2 separate regions of the Mus musculus genome follow, and region 2 is linked to region 1. The links are chromatin contacts, called in public promoter capture Hi-C maps. All regions are on one chromosome and are shown on one strand. Each heading gives the region's core, a stretch centred on a gene start, on an enhancer-like site or on the middle of the called end of the contact. The rest is flanking DNA. Distances are from core to core; before and after follow the strand shown. Region 1 holds the start of Rabgef1 (RAB guanine nucleotide exchange factor (GEF) 1). Region 2 holds the start of Gtf2i (general transcription factor II I).

What was found. Promoter capture Hi-C pulls out the DNA fragments that hold promoters and counts their contacts.
Region 2: a contact with region 1 is called in a promoter capture Hi-C map of the HPC-7 cell line. The contact joins the promoter of Gtf2i here to the promoter of Rabgef1 in region 1. A contact is called at or near these places in 2 of 39 promoter capture datasets (the HPC-7 cell line and cranial neural crest) and 1 of 484 Hi-C or Micro-C datasets (B cells).

The regions. Positions count from the first base shown.
Region 1 is chr5:130,169,265-130,174,846 of GRCm38.p6, reverse strand. Rabgef1 (RAB guanine nucleotide exchange factor (GEF) 1) reads right to left here and starts at 3,028. Exons shown (of 9, transcript NM_001199059.1): 1 at 2,953-3,028.
Region 2 is chr5:134,311,276-134,316,857 of GRCm38.p6, reverse strand. Gtf2i (general transcription factor II I) reads left to right here and starts at 2,098. Exons shown (of 34, transcript NM_010365.4): 1 at 2,098-2,475.

The DNA.
Region 1 (5,582 bases), core at 1,779-4,278:
TTTCTGAGTTTGAGGCCAGCCTGGTCTACAAAGTGAGGTCCAGGACAACCAGGGCTATACAGAGAAACCCTGTCTTGAAAAACAAAACAAAACAAAAAAAAAATCTATGGTATCTAGCCAAAGACTGGGAGAAGTCCAGGGATTACTCTCACACAGTCAGCAAGTACCCATGGAACCTATAAATACCCAATATGAATTGAGAGTGGAGAGATAAAAGTAGATTTCCTGTTAGTGGGAGTCAATCTTAGTAATGAGTACACGATTCAATTCAAATACTTAATCACCAGAAAAGATGGCCAAGAAAGACAGTCCCTAACCCAGAACTACCTTGGACACAATCATCTTAAACCATACAGCAGCCTCTGTGTGTGTGTGTGTGTGTGTGTGTGTGTGTGTGTGTGTGTTTGCTTAGAAGTTATCTTAACCTAAGGATGACTTTGCTTCATACCCTCCCGTGGCTCTGTCACCAGCACAGAAAAGCCCCACACCCAGGCATCTCTGCCCTTCAGCATTCTTCACGTAGCTGGGTGGTCTCTTCTCCTGGTCACTGCTCCCCAACACACACACACTCACCTGCCTCCAAAATTCCCACTCCAGCTCACTGGTTTGAACTGTTACACATTTTTCAACACTTTGGGAAGGTATTTATTTCCTGGTCCCTTCTTCCATCCTCCACACTTCAAAAGGTTGGCTGGTGCTCTGATCCTCAGGGCTCTAGCCTAGCACACACCATGATGAAATTCTGTGGGAGATTTTTGTTTTCTTTCTCTGTCGTGGTGGGGATAAAACCCAAGGCCTTGGTGCAAACTAGGCAAACATTTTACACCTTAAGGATCTCTACTGTCCACTATCATGTGCAAACTGGCACCCCTGGAGCCTGGAAAAGGGCATAGATCCCCTGGATCTGGAAGTTGGACAGTTGTGAGCTACCACGTCCAAACCAGGATCCCGTACAAGAGCAGCCAGATCTCTCAACCAGGGAGCTAACTCTCCAGCCAAGATGTTGTAAGCAAGTAAAGATTCAAATCCTGGCTGCACCTTAACCCTTTGATCAGGAACCACTAAATCTTGGAGACTCTTAAGAAGTTTACACACATGTCTTGGAGGTATACTGTCCTTTAAAGTGTCTCTCTCTTCCTTAAAGCCGGGGTTTAATTCTATAATAAAACTGTTTCTTAATAAACTCCAACTTCATTTCATCAAAGGCAAAAGGGGGGGCTGGGGCAAAATAAATGGCAAAAATAAAGTACTTGCCACACAAGCATGAGAACCTGAACCAGGTCCCCAGTCCCCACACCAAAAAAATGTTCCCTGTAGCTTGTGGGCTAGCTAGTAGTAGTCTAGGTGAATCCAGCTCCAGGTTCACTAAGAGCCTGTCTCAATGAAAGTCAAGGCTAGTATGACACCAAGGAAAATAGCTAACATTTGCTAACCTCTGGCCTCCACATGCACACACTGTGAACACACATACCAAAAGAAAAGACAGGCAAGGCAGTGGTCCACACCCGCAATCTCACCACTTGAGAGGCCTAGGCAGGCGGAATGCTCCAAGTTCAGAGTCTTGCCTGATCGCCTGATCTACACAGCCAAAGCTGTATTGCGAGACCCTGTCCCCCAAAATAAACACACAAATCAAAATAAATAAATAATCCCCCCAAACAGTAACTCTCAGAGGCTGAATAGAAACTGGGACTGTAGCTCAGTTAAACAGCCCCTATCTAACATGTGTAAACCTTAAAGTCAGTCATCACCAAGTAACAAGCAAGCTTCTTCTCCCCCCAAAACAGTCTATGTAGCCTGGACTGTCCTGGAACTCACTCTGTAGACCAGGCCTGTTCAAACTCATAGAGATCTGTCTCTGCCTCCAGCATTCTGGTATTAAAGGTGTGAGCCACCGCCACCACCGCCCAGTAACAAGCTTGACAAGACCATTTTATTTTAGCCTCTTCTTTCTTTTAACTGCGACTCTGGTGGGCGGGAGGATCGAATATTACTCTGTAGTATAGGCTGGCCTCAAACTCACTACATAGCCCCGTTGACGTCAAAACTCCCAAGACTGTTGTTCCTGACTCAATTTCCAAATACTGGGATGTCAGAAGTGGGTGACTAATTGGGTCTTCCTTTGAAAAGTAATTCTAGGTTTGTAGGTTAAAAGACCCAACAGTTAACTTCCAGGAGGTGGCAGGGGGTGGGGGGACCATAGGGGCTCTTACCACAAAACTAGGTGACGCTGTAAAACTTATGCCAGTGTCACATCTAAACTCCACAGACAGACCGAGCCTACCACATCCAGCAACACATTTCCCAACCACAGAGGTTGGTCATCAGCTCTGAGACACAGCCAGCTGCCAATGACCTAGTCTCCAAGGCGCTTCCCTCTATGGAGCCAACTTCCGCGAAGGGATGGAAGGACATCCCCTTGGCTCTCCCTTCCAGACAGCTCGGAATCAGGGACTGCCTTTATTATTATTTTCCATAAAAGGGTCTTCCTCAGTGGCAGAGGGCTGACCTCAAAACTCGCGGCAATCCTCCTGCCTCAGCTTCAGGACTTCTCATTCAGAGACACCCATAACCTTGGCCTCTAGCACCTGGGACGAGTATTCAAAACCCCGCGCCACAGCAGCCGCACCAGCCCCGGGACCCACGCGGGCTCCGGATGGGACCCGCCCGGCTGCAACCACAACTCCGGACTCGGACAGGATCGGAGCGGCAGCCGACGACCGGGGAGCGTGTCCTCCCGGGAGCCCGAGTCCCGCCGAGCTGGGAAGAACTCGGCCGAGCTGGAGAGGCCGAGAGCAGCAGCAGAGCTCCGGCGGCCTGGCCCTATGCGCCCGCCCGCCCTCCCGGCTGAGAGGCGGAACGGAGCGGCCCCGGTCAGCGCGCGGCCGGACACCGCCGCCGCCGCCCCGCTCCGTGTGGGAACGCGCCTCCGGAGCCCCCGTCCCTCCGAACCTGCTCCGCGGCTCCGCCGGCGTCCGACCGCCGCTCCCAGCGCCCCTTCAGTCACTCGGCTCCCTGCCCCGCCCCTGCCCCCGCACGCCCCGCCCCCGGCACCGCGAGCACGCGCGCGGTGCGTACGCGTGGCGTCATTTCCGTGACGCTTCGGACTTCCGGGGACTGGCTGGCGGCTGGCCGGAAAAGATTGCAACGCTCCGGAGGCTGTCCACCCGAAGGGGCAGTCCCTGAGGGCAGGGGACACCGAGTGACCGTGAGGCCCTCGCTGACGTGTCTGTGACTCGCGAGAAGCCGCGGTTTCCCCTGTCATTCCTCATTCCGTCTACCAGCTTCTGCTTGCATTAGCCTGAGGGCGACAAGGAGCCCCGAGGACAGCCATACACGAAACGGGACATCAAAGTCTGGGACCAGGAGACATCTCCCAGCGCTTAGCGAATGCGGCCGCCAGAAGGAAATACAAACACACCTTTCCCCTAGTGAGCAGTTAGCAGGGAATAGATAGTCAGGAAAAAGATCGAGAGGGAAAAGTTTAGCACATGACTGCCTGTCTGTAAAGATAGATAACGCTCCCACTGGACAGTTGACATGCCACCTCACTAGCTTTTGTTATCTCCCTGGGCCAAGAACCGTCGGGGTGGAGGAGATGAAGTTATAGGATAGGGGAGGAGAGAATTCAGAATGAACCCTACAAATGAGCAACCCAGAGTCCGTGAGACTGGCTCTCAGCTCTGGAAAAAACAAAAAACAAAAACAAAACACTGTTCCCAGCAGAATTTTTTTTTTAACCCCTGTCTCAATAAATGCCTGTTTTCACCTTTTCTGACTCTGCTATTTTGTTTTTCACTCCTGGGCACTCGTCCATAGAAAGAACCTGGTCACCTGGGCAGATGGCCCACAGAAATGAACACTCCTGGCTTGCTCTTTTTAAGAGCAGGACTTGAAACTGATTCAATTTAGGAGAATCTTAAGGAAATTGGTCCAATAGCAACTAGGCTGTGATCCCAGCCTGGCTAGGTGGAGACAGGAAGTTCAGGAGTTCCCATCTCTAGTGTTCTTGGCCTGGGCAAATATAAGGAAGGTTGTGGGGTATAGCTTTATAATGAGAGCACATGATGATGCAGGAGTTGTGAGAATAAAAGGATCTTTCATGACCCAGCTGTGCTTGGCACAAGGCTGTAGGGTGCCAGACAGGGTCAGGTTGGCCTAGGGAAGTGGCTCCAAGTTGGATGTTTAAGGTCTATGAAGATTAAAGAAAGACACAGACAAATGAGGTGAAAGCGAGTTTTATGAAAGAGGATTACAAGTAAAGAGGGCCAGAGAGATGTTTCAGTGTGTAAAAGGTTTCCCATTCAGGCTTGACAACCTAAATCCAAATCCTGGAACTGACCTGACAAAAAAAAGAAGGAGGGGATGGAGAGATGACTCAGTGGTTAAGAACGGTGGTTGCTCTTTCAGAGGAGCTGGGTTCGATTCCCAGCACCCACATGGCAGCTCACAACTGTCTGCAACTCCAGTTGCAGAGGATCCAATACCCTCACACAGACACACATGCAGTCAAAATACCAATGTACGTAAAATAAATAAATGGTTTCAACAAAAAGTAGAAGGAGAGACCCAACTAACAAAGATGCCCACTCACCTCCATGTAAGTATCATGGCATCCACACACAATAATCATAATGTAAGGAAACATGAGGAAGCCTCTCCTGTACATTTACTACTGAAGGGGGGAAAGCTTTTGGCATCAGTGAAAGATAGCTGGACAGTCAGGTTGGTGCCAACTGCCCGGGAGCTTGCTTCATCAGGTTATCTCAAACCGGATTGCAGACATCTTTGTTTCTCATCCCTGGTGTTCTTGGCCTCGCTGCTTGAACTCTTAGCATTCATTTAAAACATAGATACATATTTTCACAGAAATATGTGTGAACTATGGGCAGTTCCACCCTGAGCCCTTTTCCTTTCCTACCTACAGAAGGCTAGCTCTTTCTTCTGGAGGACCTAGGTTCAATCATCAGAATTAAAAAAAAAAAAAATTGGGGTATAGCTGAGACCTAAAAATTAAATAAGTTAGTCAGTGGGTTTTTTTGGTTTTGTTTGTTTGTTTTTGGAGTTTGTTTGTTTGTTTTTGAGACAGGGTTTCTCTGAATAGCCCTGGCTGTCCTGGAACTCACTTTGTAGACCAGGCTCACCTCGAACTCAGAAATCCGCCTGCCTCTGCCTCCCGAGTGCTGGGATTAAAGACATGCGCCACCACACCCGGCTAAGTTAGCCAGTGTTACACAGCATTAATAGTGAAGGCATGAACAGAAGCTAGTCTTAGTTCCCACTTCAAGACTGCTAGAGGCAGCAGATAAGTGTTGTCTACCTTGTGAAGTTCTCTAAAAACCCACCCTTGTGTTAAAGATTCTGTAGACTGGTTTTGGAGAGTTGGAATGTTATAGAGCCATATCTCAGACTGTCTTTAGGTCCGTTGAATATCCGTTTAAGACTCATTCTGTCTCTGACTTAACATCCTTCTGGCCAGCCGGAAAAATCTTTGGAATGCATTCTTACATTCCAACGGTGGTGTCCACCAATCCACAAGCCGAGAATGTCAACAGATAGCATGTGAAGCCTACAGCAGAGCT
Region 2 (5,582 bases), core at 849-3,348, 4.1 Mb before region 1:
GGACAACTGAGTGTTTTGAGTGATATTCATATAGATGTTATGATATATTGTTACGAATGGTTTATCAATATTATTGCTACTGTTACTGAATACAAGGTCGCATGGATCCCTGTTTGACTTCAGAGTCTCTGTATAGCAGGGGACAAAGTTGAACTTGTCTTTCTGCCTCCATCTCCCATGGGCTGGGATTACAGATATGTGGTACCCTTTATGTTTCCTGTAGTACATAAACCACGTATGTATGTATGTACGTTACCCTTTATGTTTCATGTAGTGTATGTATGTATGTATGTAGTGCTGAAGGTAGGGGCCTGTGCATGTTGGCAAGCACACTACCAGCTAAGCTACATCCTGGCCCCAGAATATTGTTTTAGTATCACTGTGTTATTTTTAATCTTTTGTATGTAATTAAAACAAAAACCTTTGTAATGTTTTCTTTCTTTGTTGTTTTGAGAAACATGGTCTTATCTCCTAGCCCTGGCTGACATGAATTCCCTACTTGGACAGTCTCTTCTCCAGCTCATATCCTCCCAAGTGTTGGAATGTCAGGTGTGCATCCCAGGACCTTGCAGAACTTTCATCCTAAGCATATGTAGGGAAAAAAGTTTGGAGTGATTTAATTTCAGGCATGCATCTTAGAACGTAGCCCCTGCTGCAAAGGAGTAGGACTCCTGTTTCGGTCTTATGGAATCTGGTTAAATATTCCAAAGAGCAGTGAAATCCGGGGGCAAAGAGCAAGTTGTTCTTTTGACAACTTAATGAATAGCCCTGGACAGAGTCGACAGAGTTGAGTCACAATCGGATTAGGAAAGGAAACGAAGGGTGTAAATATTGTTAGGGAAAATCGTAATAAAAACCAAAAAACGTAGGCGGCTTCTCTAATCAGACTGCTTCCCAGGAATCCTTAAAGACTCCGTGGAGTGCAAAGAAATCCAACATGGAGATTGTAGATGAGGCTTTGTGGGTGCGGTTTCATACAAGAAAGTCGACCAGAGAACGCCAATCCTTGAACCCGAATTCAAAGGCAGGGTTTTGGAACTACATCAAAAGAGTGGCTTGCACGGAAAGTTTTCCAGCAAGCGACAAAGAGGCTGGGAGGCTGGAAAAAGCCTTGTGGCCGCCACCTACCGAGAAGCAACGGGTGGGGGAGGGCGCCCGAATATTCGGCGGACATAAGCGGTGGGAAGGAAAAAAAAGAAAAAAGAAAAAGGAAAAAACAAACGAACAAACACCACAAATTCACCCAATTCTGTCCTTTGCATTAACAGCTAAGTTCTTCAGACTCGGGCTTTTTTAACTTTTGCATTTAACTTAGATGAACAGTTAGTTGATACTCTTCGAAAGTCATTGATCTTATGAAGTAGTTGAGAAAAATAAATATAATGGCCGGAGGAGGGTCTTAAGTTTACTTTCTTTGTAGCTGTGGGGACGATCAGGATTTCTTCAATTCTCCTTCTAAATGTGGAGCTGTGTAAAGACTCGAAGAGAGAAGAAATGGAAATCACGAGTTCCTCACCCCCTCCCATCCGTTGCCTGTCCCAAGTTTGGGCAAGTCCACTCTGGTTGCTTCTAAAGCCAGCTTTGAAAACATTGAGTTCTTTGTGTCCCGGAGCTGGGGGGACCTCCCTCTGCAAATCAGGCGACAGGCCAGCCCCGGGGCTCCCCTGGCCTTTGCAATGTCCCTAACTTTGCAATTTGCAAAGGGATGTTGGTAGCAAAGAGTTATTTAAGTGGAAGTTGTGGCCTGCTGGAGAAGGAAGGGGGGGGACACTAAGTTCTAGGTCTCACCCCACTCCCCTCCCCCATCCGGGCGGCCGCGCAGGCCCCAGGTGCAGCCATGTTCTCGCTCCCACCACCCGCGCGCTTCCATTGACAGTCCAAGCCGGAGAGGGCCGGGCGCCGCGGCGCTTCGCCTCGGCCTAGAGGGGGGCGGTGGGGAGAGAATCAGGGTTCATGCCGCAAGGCTGTCTGGGAGTTATAGTTCGGGGTACCCACCCGTTGCGTAGGTGAGCGCGGGTTCAGAACTACAACTCCCGGTGGGCGGTGCTGCTTGTGCGCACGCGCAGCGGCACCTTCGAGGAACAAAAAAAAAAAAAAAAAAAAAAAAAGGCAAAAAAAAAAAAAGGGGGAAAAAAAAGGAGGAGGAGGAGGGTGAGAGATAAGCTGGGAGAGCAGAGAAAAGGGGGCACCGGCGGCCCCCCCGCTTCCCTGCACGCGCTTGCCGCCCGCCTGCCGCGGTTATCCCTGGGCTTCGTCCCTGTTCCCCCCCCCCCCCCCCGGCGTCTGGCGACCCAGCGTGGAGCGAGGCCCCGCCGGGGGCGGCCATGCGGCGGTGACAGGAGCACGGCCGAGACGCACGGGCCCCCCTCGCCCTCTCACCTCCACCCCGTTCGCCAGCTCGCCGAGGCCCCTCCGGCCTACACTCGCTTGCTGTCCGCATCCCCCCCTCCCCGACCCTCCCCGGCTGCTCTTCGGGTGAGTCCCTGTCGCCTCAGATCGTCCCCTTTCCCTCGAGTGTCCCCTCCGTCGTCCCCCTCTGCCTCGGGGTGCCATGGCGAACAGGGGCGTCTTTATTCGACACTCTGCCCCCGTCGGGAGTGTGTGCACCGACTCGGGCGTGAGAGTTGGGGTCGCTTGGCGCGCTGCGAGTGGCAAGGGGACAACTTCGGGGTGAGGAAGCGGACGCGCTGTGACCCCCCCCAAAGTCCACTCTACTTGGGGGCCTTGGCAGCGGACGCGACGCGGCTTTTTTGGGGGGATGGGGCGGCTGGTGGTGGGGGGAGACGACAGTTGCACGCGCACACCCGTGGTGCGTGGGGGAGGACTCGCGGCGTTCCGCGCCTGCGTACATTGTATCCAGACGCGTGGACGGTGGTCGGGGGACTGGGTTGGGGGTGTTTGAGAGGGATGGTCTCGCGCGAGCAGCCCCCCGCGCGTGAACGAGCGGACGAGTTAGCGTACCCCGGCGGGGCCGCGCAGCCCTGCTCCTTCGCTCCTGATTGGCTGGGAGGGCTCGCTCGGGGACGCGCGCGCGGGCGCGCGGGGTGCCACGGCCCCTCCTGAGCCCCGTGGGGTCGCGCTCGGGTTCGCTGTGTGAGCGTTTGTGTGTGTGTGTATATGTTTGTATGTGTGTGTGTGTGTGTCGGGTTCGCTATGAGAGCGTGTGTGTGTGTGTGTGTCCGTGTGTCCAGGGCTTGCGGAGCTTAGGGCAGCAGGCTGCGTGCGATTGGCCGGCGGGCACCGTGGGGGCGGGGCGTCGGTGCCTGGTAACTGCGGTGGGGGCCCCCGGCAGGGGGGCGGGAGCCACCAGGCTTGGAAGCCAGTGCCCGCCCTGGCTGTCCGGTGCTCCGCCCTGCTCCCAGGTGGAGCCCAGCCGTGGGCTTTGTCCGGAGCTGGTCGCTTGCAGGTCCCTCGGGGCCAGGACTTTTTTTGGGGGTGGGGGCGTTAGGGAGGAGGAGATGGAAATAAACACAATGACCGGAAGGAAGACTTTAGCCTTGAGGCTATGAAAATAATCAGTCTGGCTTGGGCAAGCACTCAGCCTTCGGGGTTAAGAGAAGGAACGGGGGAAAAAGTTTACTCCTGCACTTCTATTTTTTTTTCTCAATTTTGCCCTTTTTTTTTTTTTTTTTTTTTTTTGAGGTGCGGGAAATCTCAGTATGGCTGCTCTGGAACTCTTAGGTAGAGCAGGCTGATCTGGAATACAGAGATCCGCCTGCTTCTGCCTCGCCAGCGTTGGGGTTAAAGACCAAGTGCAACCAAGTCTCGCCCAAGTTTTGCTTAATTTAAAAAAAAAAAAAAGTAAAACTTTAAGTAGGATGTTTTGTATCTCAGGCTGGCCTGGAACTCGCTTTGTAGTGGAGGCTTCCCTGGAGCTTCTGATCTCTCCTGTATTCATCTGCTAAGTGCTGGGATCGCAGGTCTGGCTCCGAAATTCTTGGGCCTCTTACATTCCTTTCCTGCCGCCCACCTCGCAGCTCCCTTTAGCACACCCCCTCCTTGCCTTATGGCTTTGTGCTCCTTGGCTGCTGAGAGTGCAGATCTGAGATGGTGCTGGTGGAGTGCCCGCCGATTTGGGGAACAGGGGATGAGGTGCAAGGCCGGCTATCTTTTCCGGCTGCTGTGCTGGCCCAGCCTGCCTGGTTTCCTGGGCAAAGTTAGTTTGTAAATAAGGGGGTGCAGTGTAAATAAGGTGCAGGTACAGTACCCATAAACATCTGGCTTGGGATTTGGGGTGGTTGGTATTTCCTATAGCAGGCTTTTCTTTCTTTTTCTTTTTCTTTTCTTTTCTTTTTTTTTTTTTTTTTTTGAGAGTTGCCTCGGGCTTCTTTGTTGCTTGCTCCCTGGGAATCTTGCCTCACACCCTGGAGGCACAAAAAACTTTCTGTCCGCAGTCATTTCCGTAAGGCCTTTCTTTTATGTTGGGGGGGGGGGTCACCAGTTGTTTTTGGTTACCCACCCCCTTCTGAATTGCTTGTTAGCCTTGGGTCATCCTTAGGCAAGGGGTTGCTAAAATCCATGCCTACCATTATGGGAGTAACCCAGGACCTAGTGCTTGTTAGGTAAGTAGTGTACCGAACAAAGCTCCCAGTTCCCTGAGGATTCTAGGTTGGCACTTTCACCCTTCAGTCAGCTTTCACCCTTCACCTCCCCGCCCCATTACTATTTGAAATAGTTTCACTAAGTTGCACAGGTTGGCTTTGAACCCCGTCTGTAGCCCAGGTCCTCTTTGAATTTGGTAATTCCCCTGTCTCTCAATTGCTTGTACAGCTGGGATGGATGGTGAACCTCTGGGGAGGGAGGGAGGTTCTGCCTTTGTTCCTTTCTATTTAGGTGGTAAACTCTGGTTTGGTCCTGTTCAGGTCTGCAGGCCCTCTGCCAGGTGTCTGCAATATAGTGCGGTGGCCGCTGGGTTTGGTTGTGTGTGTGTGTGTTTTTTTTTTTTTTTGGTTTTTCGAGACAGGGTTTCTCTGTGTAGCCCTTGGCTGACCTGGAACTCACTCTGTAGACCAGGCTGGCCTCGAACTCAGAAATCTGCCTTCTTCTGCTTCCCAAGTGCTGGAATTAAAGGCGTGCGCCCCCACGTCCGGCGGCAGCTGGGTTTGAATTCTTTCATCGGCAGATGTGCTCCTTAAACACATCAGGAAACTCCATTTGTGGACCAGACCAGCTCTGTAGTAGTCAGGTACGCACTGTCTGTGGCAGGGGCCTCAAGACTTCATCTGGGAGCCACTGGTTCTCCATCCCAGCTCTGCTTCTGTAGCAGATTGATGACATCATCACAGACCCCTGGGTTCTGCATGTCTGGATTGGGGCTTGACTGTGTCTTGAATTGTGTGTAACCCAGGTAAGGCCTGTAAGTTACAGTCCGCCTGCCTCCGTGTTCTGAGGGCTTAAATGATTTGTTACTATGACTTATTTAAAAACAGGATCCAACCCAAAAGACATGGGAGTGTTTACTCTAGATTAAATTGGAAGACGGGTTGGGAACTTCTAAAAAGTAAATCATAATTGCATAATTCACCTCCAGTTTGAAAAGTGGCTGTGGGTTCAAGTGCTGAGTTAATTTTGAAATATAAGTG